2 separate regions of the Mus musculus genome follow, and region 1 is linked to region 2. The links are chromatin contacts, called in public promoter capture Hi-C maps. All regions are on one chromosome and are shown on one strand. Each heading gives the region's core, a stretch centred on a gene start, on an enhancer-like site or on the middle of the called end of the contact. The rest is flanking DNA. Distances are from core to core; before and after follow the strand shown.

Region 1 (3,144 bases), core at 235-2,734, 490 kb before region 2:
GGGATGAAAGGCATGTGCCACCACCACCTGGCTAGAACTGTGATTTTAAAACCAAGGCCTGAAGCAGAGCATGGTAGCTTGCTTATTTATTTATTTATTTATTTATTTACTTACTTACTTATAAACAGTGTCTCACTATGTAGCTCTAGTTGTCCTGGAACTTGCTATGTAGATCAGGCTGGCCTGAAAGTCGCTAAGATTGCCTCTGCACCCCTGAGGCTGAGCGCCACTATGCCAGCTTCTCTGTCTCTCACCGCTTCCACCCCTTAGACTCTCCCTTTGTTGGATCTTCCCTTCAACTTGGATTCATGCTCAAAATCTTTTCCATTCTTTGGTTTGTCTGAGTCAGGGTCTTCTGTAGCCCAGGGGCCTCAAGATGACCCCGAACTTAGCCCCTCTTGATCCCACAGATTTTTCTCCATTCTAATCAACAAACTGAAGCAGTCTTCCCTCCCTCCTTCATTCCCTGGGAATGGCCTCCTGGTAACAGCTCTGCCAGGTGGAGGAAAGCCCTGCACTTCTTCCTCTATATTATCACTTTCTACCTCACCTCCCACCCCCTACCCCCACCCCCACCCCTCACCCCCCATTATTGCTGCCACTGTCCCAAGGCGGGGGATTTCCCCCCCCCCCCCCCCCCCCGTCTTGTTTGGACTATTCCAGTAACTTCCTAGTCTTCCTCTGCCTCTCCCTCTCTAGCCCATTGGGCGCGGAAAGGCACAGGAATTTTCCAGTCGGATCACCAGCCAGCTTGAGAGGACTTAAAATGATTCTCCATTACTGACAGAATAAAATGAAGTCCCCATCTCTCTTCAAAACAGTGAAGCTGGACCTACTTCTCTGAGTCACTGCTGAGACTATTTTCATGATTTAAGAAAATTATTTACCAGGTTTATTTCTTTTATGTGCCTCTGAGTGCTTTGCCTGCCTGTATGTCCGTACACCATTTACATGCCTGGCGGTAGAAGAGGACACCAGATTCTTTGGAGCGGGAATTACCTGCACCCGGGTCCTGAGCAAGAGCAGCCAGTGCTCTTAACTGTGGAGTCATCTCCTGCACACCCACACACACCCCTGGCTTTTCCTATTTTGAGATACAGTCTTGTTAAGTGACCCTGACAGTGGCGTCCGTTCTGGTGGTCTTCCTGCTTTAGTCTCCTAAGTGTTAGGATCACAGATGTGCACCACCCTGCTCTGCTGTCTGGCAGGAATGTGTACATAGGTAAAGGTACTTAAAGCTGTGCTCCTCCCCCTTGCTTGATATCCCATTTATTTGCCATGCCTTGCTTACTGCCTTTGCCCAGCCCTAAAGCAGGAGCCTCCCTAGCCGCTCTGCTACCTTAGGCAGGAACTAAAACCCAGGTGGGAATGATCCAGCAGCAGTGTTTAGTCAGAGCAGTGTTCTCTGGAAGAAGGGGAAGACTCATCTTGGAGCAAGAAGACCTCGCAAAGCCTGCCTGCTCATCCGTGAAATGAGGGCCGACCCCGTGCCTCTGGGGGCGGAGTGTGAGAAAAGCACCTTGGCATGCTCTGTCTGCACAGGGCCTGACTCATAGCACGCCGCGCCGCAAGCGCCGCTCGCTGCAGCAAACAATAGGCATTCTGACCGAGGGCCGCCTAGGTGGCCGCCAAGCTGTTTTGATGCTAAAGGTGAAGCTAGCTTTTGCAATGAAGTTCTCAAATTTCTAATTAAATCTTGTTTCTAGAACCAACAAGCTGTAATTATTTTCTTAATTCATTCAGCCATTCGTGCTTCTGCCATTTACGCAGCAGTCACTTTAAATAGATGAATGCAAGTGCCCCTGGAGAGTAGAGGCACGAGATTCCGTCCTGACAGAAGACTGAGCCCTCTGAGGGGGTGTTTTTACATATTTAACCTTTGCACCATCTCAAAGGTTATGCATTCTCTGCCAAGTATACAGTAAATGCTGGTACATATTACTAAATGGTGCTAGCTATCAAGATACCTCCGCAGTGAAGACACTTTGTCCCTGAGTCTGGTGACCCGATGACCTGAGTTTGATCTCAGGATCCACATGGTTAAAAGACAGAACTGACTCTTGAAAATTGGCCTCTGATCCCCACGAGCGTCGAGCGTCCCAGGGCTCCCAAACGTACACAAATAAGTACACGTAGGAAGAAGTCGAGTGCTATTCAATGAATAATCTCACTAAGTGTCTCAGGGGAAATGAAGACTTGGGAGCTATGTATGCCTTCGCGTGGGTATTAACTGTATCAGGTCATCGAGCTAGATGTCCAAGGTGTAAATGGAACCACGTCAGTGGCTCCTAATGGAAGGGTCCGCGATTTGCTGAAGAATGATGCCCCGGACTCAAGTAGTTTGTAGACACCGCAAAGAGTGTTTTATTCTGCAGAAGTCCAGCATGTTGGGGTCTACCATCTACAAAGATGGAGAGACCCAGAAGTGAGCTCTCAAGCCCGATTTAAATAAAGCACATTAAGGGAATTCTGGTGATGGGGTGGGGGTGGAGGTAGGTGACCTCTATCTTAATCTTGGCTCTATCTCTAGGGACATTCCAGAACAACCATTGCTGGGGCCTAGGGATGGGGAGGGGGTGTAAACTTTGCTGGGGAAGTCTGGAAACAGCTGCTGACCCATTGTCCTTGCCTCAAGCCAGGTGGCAGGGCAGCTTCTGAGGCCTGGACTTGTCCAGTTCTTGGAAACAGGGACTTAGGCCTAGTCTCCTGAACTGCCGATTTGAAGGCTGACATGGAGTCAGTCTAGCCTTCTCAGTAACACAGCCAAGAAAACACACCATTCCTCTAAGCCTTGACATTTGTGACCTCCAAGCAGGTGGGTATCTCAGCCCAAAGGGAAAACATCAAGGTGTTGGAATGCTGTTTCCCAGTTTCCTTCCTTCTTGTCTAGTCCCATCTCCCATAGAGTCTAGCCTTACCTCTTTGCCTGAGAACTCTTCCTTTCAAGTGTACAAGCAGAAGTTAATGGCTCTCCCCTTTGTGGTACCAGGGGGCAGATTTCTATTACTGTGCGGATCTCTCAGTGTCCAGGGCACCTCTCTCTCTATTTGCCCTCCAAGAGGACCGATCTAACACTGTTCCTGTGTCCCACAGCATGCACACGTCCTGGCATTTGCTGGGTGTTCTGATATGTTTGCTTGAGCT
Region 2 (3,329 bases), core at 642-3,141:
TCCCAAGTGCCCCTACGAAGCCTCGATGTGTAGTGCTGAGGGTGTACTTCATTCAATTCGAGGCAAGCACTCGCGTCTTTCATGGGCGATGCTTGAAGGAAATGAAGGGCTTACTCACTGTTCAGAGTTGGCAACAGAGAATCTGAATTCCAAACAAGTGGGAAATTAAAAAAACAAACAGAGGTGACCAGGGGAAGGATAAGTGTCCTGTTTACTTTCTGTTGCTGTGATAAAACACTTTGACCAAGAGCAACTGCGGGGAGGAAAAGGTTTGTCTATCTTACCTTCAGGTCACAGTACATGTCTGAGGGAGGCTGGGGCAGAAAGTCATGGCAGGCGCCTGGAGTTACACATTACCTTTGCCAACCATGGAGGCTGAGGCTAGCTAGCTAGCTGGTACAGTTCCTGGGTCACTCTCCACAAGCTTTCTTCTTACACAGTCCAGGACCCCTCTGCCTAGGTAATGTTGCTACCCAGAGTTGGCTGGGTCCTCCTCTGTCAATTAACAAAAGAATCCTTCACAGACAAATTTACAGACCAAACCCACCTGGGCAATCCCTTAAATTGAGGTTTCTCTCACATGATTCCAGGCTGTGCCAAGTTGACAATTAAGGCTAACAAGTATGATAGTCACCCGAGAGACCTCCGGGTAAGTAGAAAACACTGGAGCTCTTGATGTATGGGTTACAGATGGCCTACATGTTGATAGGGGTCAAGGTAGAAAGCAGAGCTCCTTCATTCTGTGGCTCCTTTTCTCAATGACAACAGATCTCCTTTAACAATCTTTTTCACTTTGTGAATAGCTTGAGATAAGACGATAATCTTAAAAAGGGTTGTATTTCCAAGGCATGTTAAGTGCTTAATAAATGATAAAAAATAAATGATGAGCCGGACATGGTGGTGCATGCCTTTGGGAGGCAGAGGCAGGCGGATTTCTGAGTTCGAGGCCAGCCTGGTCTACAGAGTGAGTTCCAGGCCAGCTAGGGCTACACAGAGAAACCCTGTCTCGAAAACCCAAAAATAAATAAATAAATAAATAAATAAATAATGAATGAATGAATGAATGAGATGAGGCGGGGGTCCCAGCGTACGCGGAGGAGGTACTATCTCAGAGCCTAGCCCAGAGCTCCAAGAATGCACGCAGGATCGGGAGCAGGTGGAGTTGGGGCCACAACACTTAAAGGCAGCCTCATTAAAGTGTGGCTCTGGCTCTTTAAGGGGCGGAGCGGGACAGGGAGGGAAAATTATACCGACATGCTAACGGACCTATCACCACTTCAAAGAGGAGGGGGCGCTTTATAAACACATTTCCACCCCTCTCATTGGAAACTGTCTTTGGGCGCCATTCAAAACCACCAATGGTTTGTCGACATTTCTGCCCATTGCCCCTCACTGATTGGCCACAGGCTATAGTCCCGCCCCCTGCTTGCCACGTCCCTTCGCAAACAAGATGGCGGCGCCCAGTGGAGTCGAGGCCGCGCTCGGGATTTGCCGAGGCTGACTTTCCGTCCCGCTCTCCCTTTGGGTGCCACTCGCCGCGAGCGGGAGGACAGGGGCCGGGCGGGGACAGGGGCACTTGCGTGGCTGGACCGCGAGCCCGCGCCCAGCCTGCGCCGCCCCCACCCGGCCCCGACCCGGCCCTTCCCGACTCCGTCCCATCCTTGCGGGTCTCCTCCCGGTCTGACCCGTGGCCCTGTCGTGTTTACCGCTCCAGGCTCCTAACGCTGAGGTGCTTCCTCCGGTCCAGGCTCGCTGTCACTTTAGAGATGTTTCACCTCTTCGCTCCCGAACATTCCGCCTTCCAAGCCGGGACGCCGTTCCCTTCTGTAAAAGTCTTCCCTGAAGCCCACTTCTGTAGCCCTTGCTTCTTCCTTGGTTAGACGTTCGCATCCCTTCCAAATTCACTCCGATCTCGCCACAATAGTGGCAACCTTGACACCGCCTTCCCTGAGGAGCCAGCCTTCCTTTTGTCCTGAACTTCGCAGCCCTATCATGGAGGCTGTCTACCTGGTGGTGAATGGGGTGGGCCTGGTGCTGGACTTGCTGACCTTGATGTTGGATCTCAACTTCCTGCTCGTGTCCTCCCTCCTGGCTACCCTGGCCTGGCTTTTGGCCTTCATCTACAATCTGCCACACACGGTACTTACCAGTCTTCTGCACTTGGGTCGAGGATTCCTGCTTTCTTTGCTGGCCTTAGTTGAAGCTGTGGTCCGATTTACCTTCGGGGGACTGCAGGCCTTGGGGACGCTCCTCTATAGCTGCTACTCTGGCTTGGAGAGCTTAAAGCTACTGGGGCACTTGGCCTCCCACGGAGCTCTGAGGAGCCGGGAATTCCTGAATCGGGGCATCCTGAACATGGTCTCCAATGGCCATGCTTTGCTGCGCCAGGCCTGTGACATATGTGCTATTGCCATGAGCCTGGTGGCCTATGTGATCAACAGTCTAGTCAACATCTGCCTCATCAGCACTCAGAACTTCTTCTCCCTGGTGCTGGCCCTGTGGGATGCTGTAACGGGGCCTCTTTGGAGGATGACAGACGTGGTGGCTGCTTTCCTCGCTCACATCTCCAGCAGTGCAGTGGCTATGGCCATTCTCCTGTGGACCCCCTGCCAGCTAGCACTGGAGCTGTTGGCCTCAGCCGCCCGCCTGCTGGCCAGCTGTGTGGTTTTCCATCTCACTGGATTGGTGTTGCTGGCTTGCGTGCTGGCAGTGATTTTGATTGTGTTGCACCCAGAACAAACCCTGAGGCTGGCCACTCAAGCTCTCAGTCAGCTTCATGCCCGCCCATCTTACCACCGGCTTTGGGAGGATATCGTACGGCTGACTCGCCTTCCACTAGGTCTGGAGGCTTGGCGCAGAGTCTGGAGCCGCAGCCTACAACTGGCCAGCTGGCCAAATCGGGGAGGAGCACCAGGAGCCCCCCAAGGTGGCCCCAGGAGGGTGTTCTCAGCCAGGATCCAGCCACAGGACACTCCTCCTGAAGCAGAAGAGGAGGTCATCAGAACTGCACCAGCTAGAGGCCGAGAGCAACTCAACGAGGACGAGCCTGCCGCTGGGCAGGACCCATGGAAGCTGTTGAAGGAGCAAGAAGAGCGGAAGAAGTGTGTTATCTGCCAGGACCAGAGCAAAACGGTGCTGCTTCTGCCCTGCCGGCACCTGTGCCTGTGCCAGGCTTGCACTGAGATCCTCATGCGCCACCCTGTTTACCATCGCAACTGCCCGCTCTGCCGCCGCAGCATCCTGCAAACCCTCAATGTCTACCTCTGAGGACTCCCTCCCTGCCTGCTCATCCTCTGCGCTCCACACACCGGGACAGCATCAACACTTTG

What was found. Promoter capture Hi-C pulls out the DNA fragments that hold promoters and counts their contacts.
Region 1: a promoter capture Hi-C map of stem cell-derived epiblast-like cells shows a contact between it and region 2, with 2.6 times the contacts expected there. The contact joins the enhancer-like site here to the promoter of Rnf26 in region 2. A contact is called at or near these places in 5 of 39 promoter capture datasets (the HPC-7 cell line, hematopoietic stem and progenitor cells, neutrophils and 2 more) and 3 of 115 datasets of contacts at active chromatin or transcription factors (cardiomyocytes, embryonic stem cells and microglia).

Annotation. Positions count from the first base shown.
Region 1 is chr9:44,597,426-44,600,569 of GRCm38.p6, reverse strand. No RefSeq gene overlaps it. Among named protein-coding and RNA genes, the nearest start is that of Ddx6, 5.9 kb to the left of the region's middle. Within about 2 kb of position 1,484, at least 117 of the 459 cell types and tissues checked have an H3K27ac peak or open chromatin away from gene starts, as enhancers often do. A contact at or near this core is called in embryonic stem cells and stem cell-derived epiblast-like cells, where this site is marked.
Region 2 is chr9:44,111,613-44,114,941 of GRCm38.p6, reverse strand. It overlaps Rnf26 (ring finger protein 26), which reads left to right and starts at 1,891. Exons shown (of 1, transcript NM_153762.3): 1 at 1,891-3,329. The coding sequence starts at 1,993. The coding sequence ends at 3,267.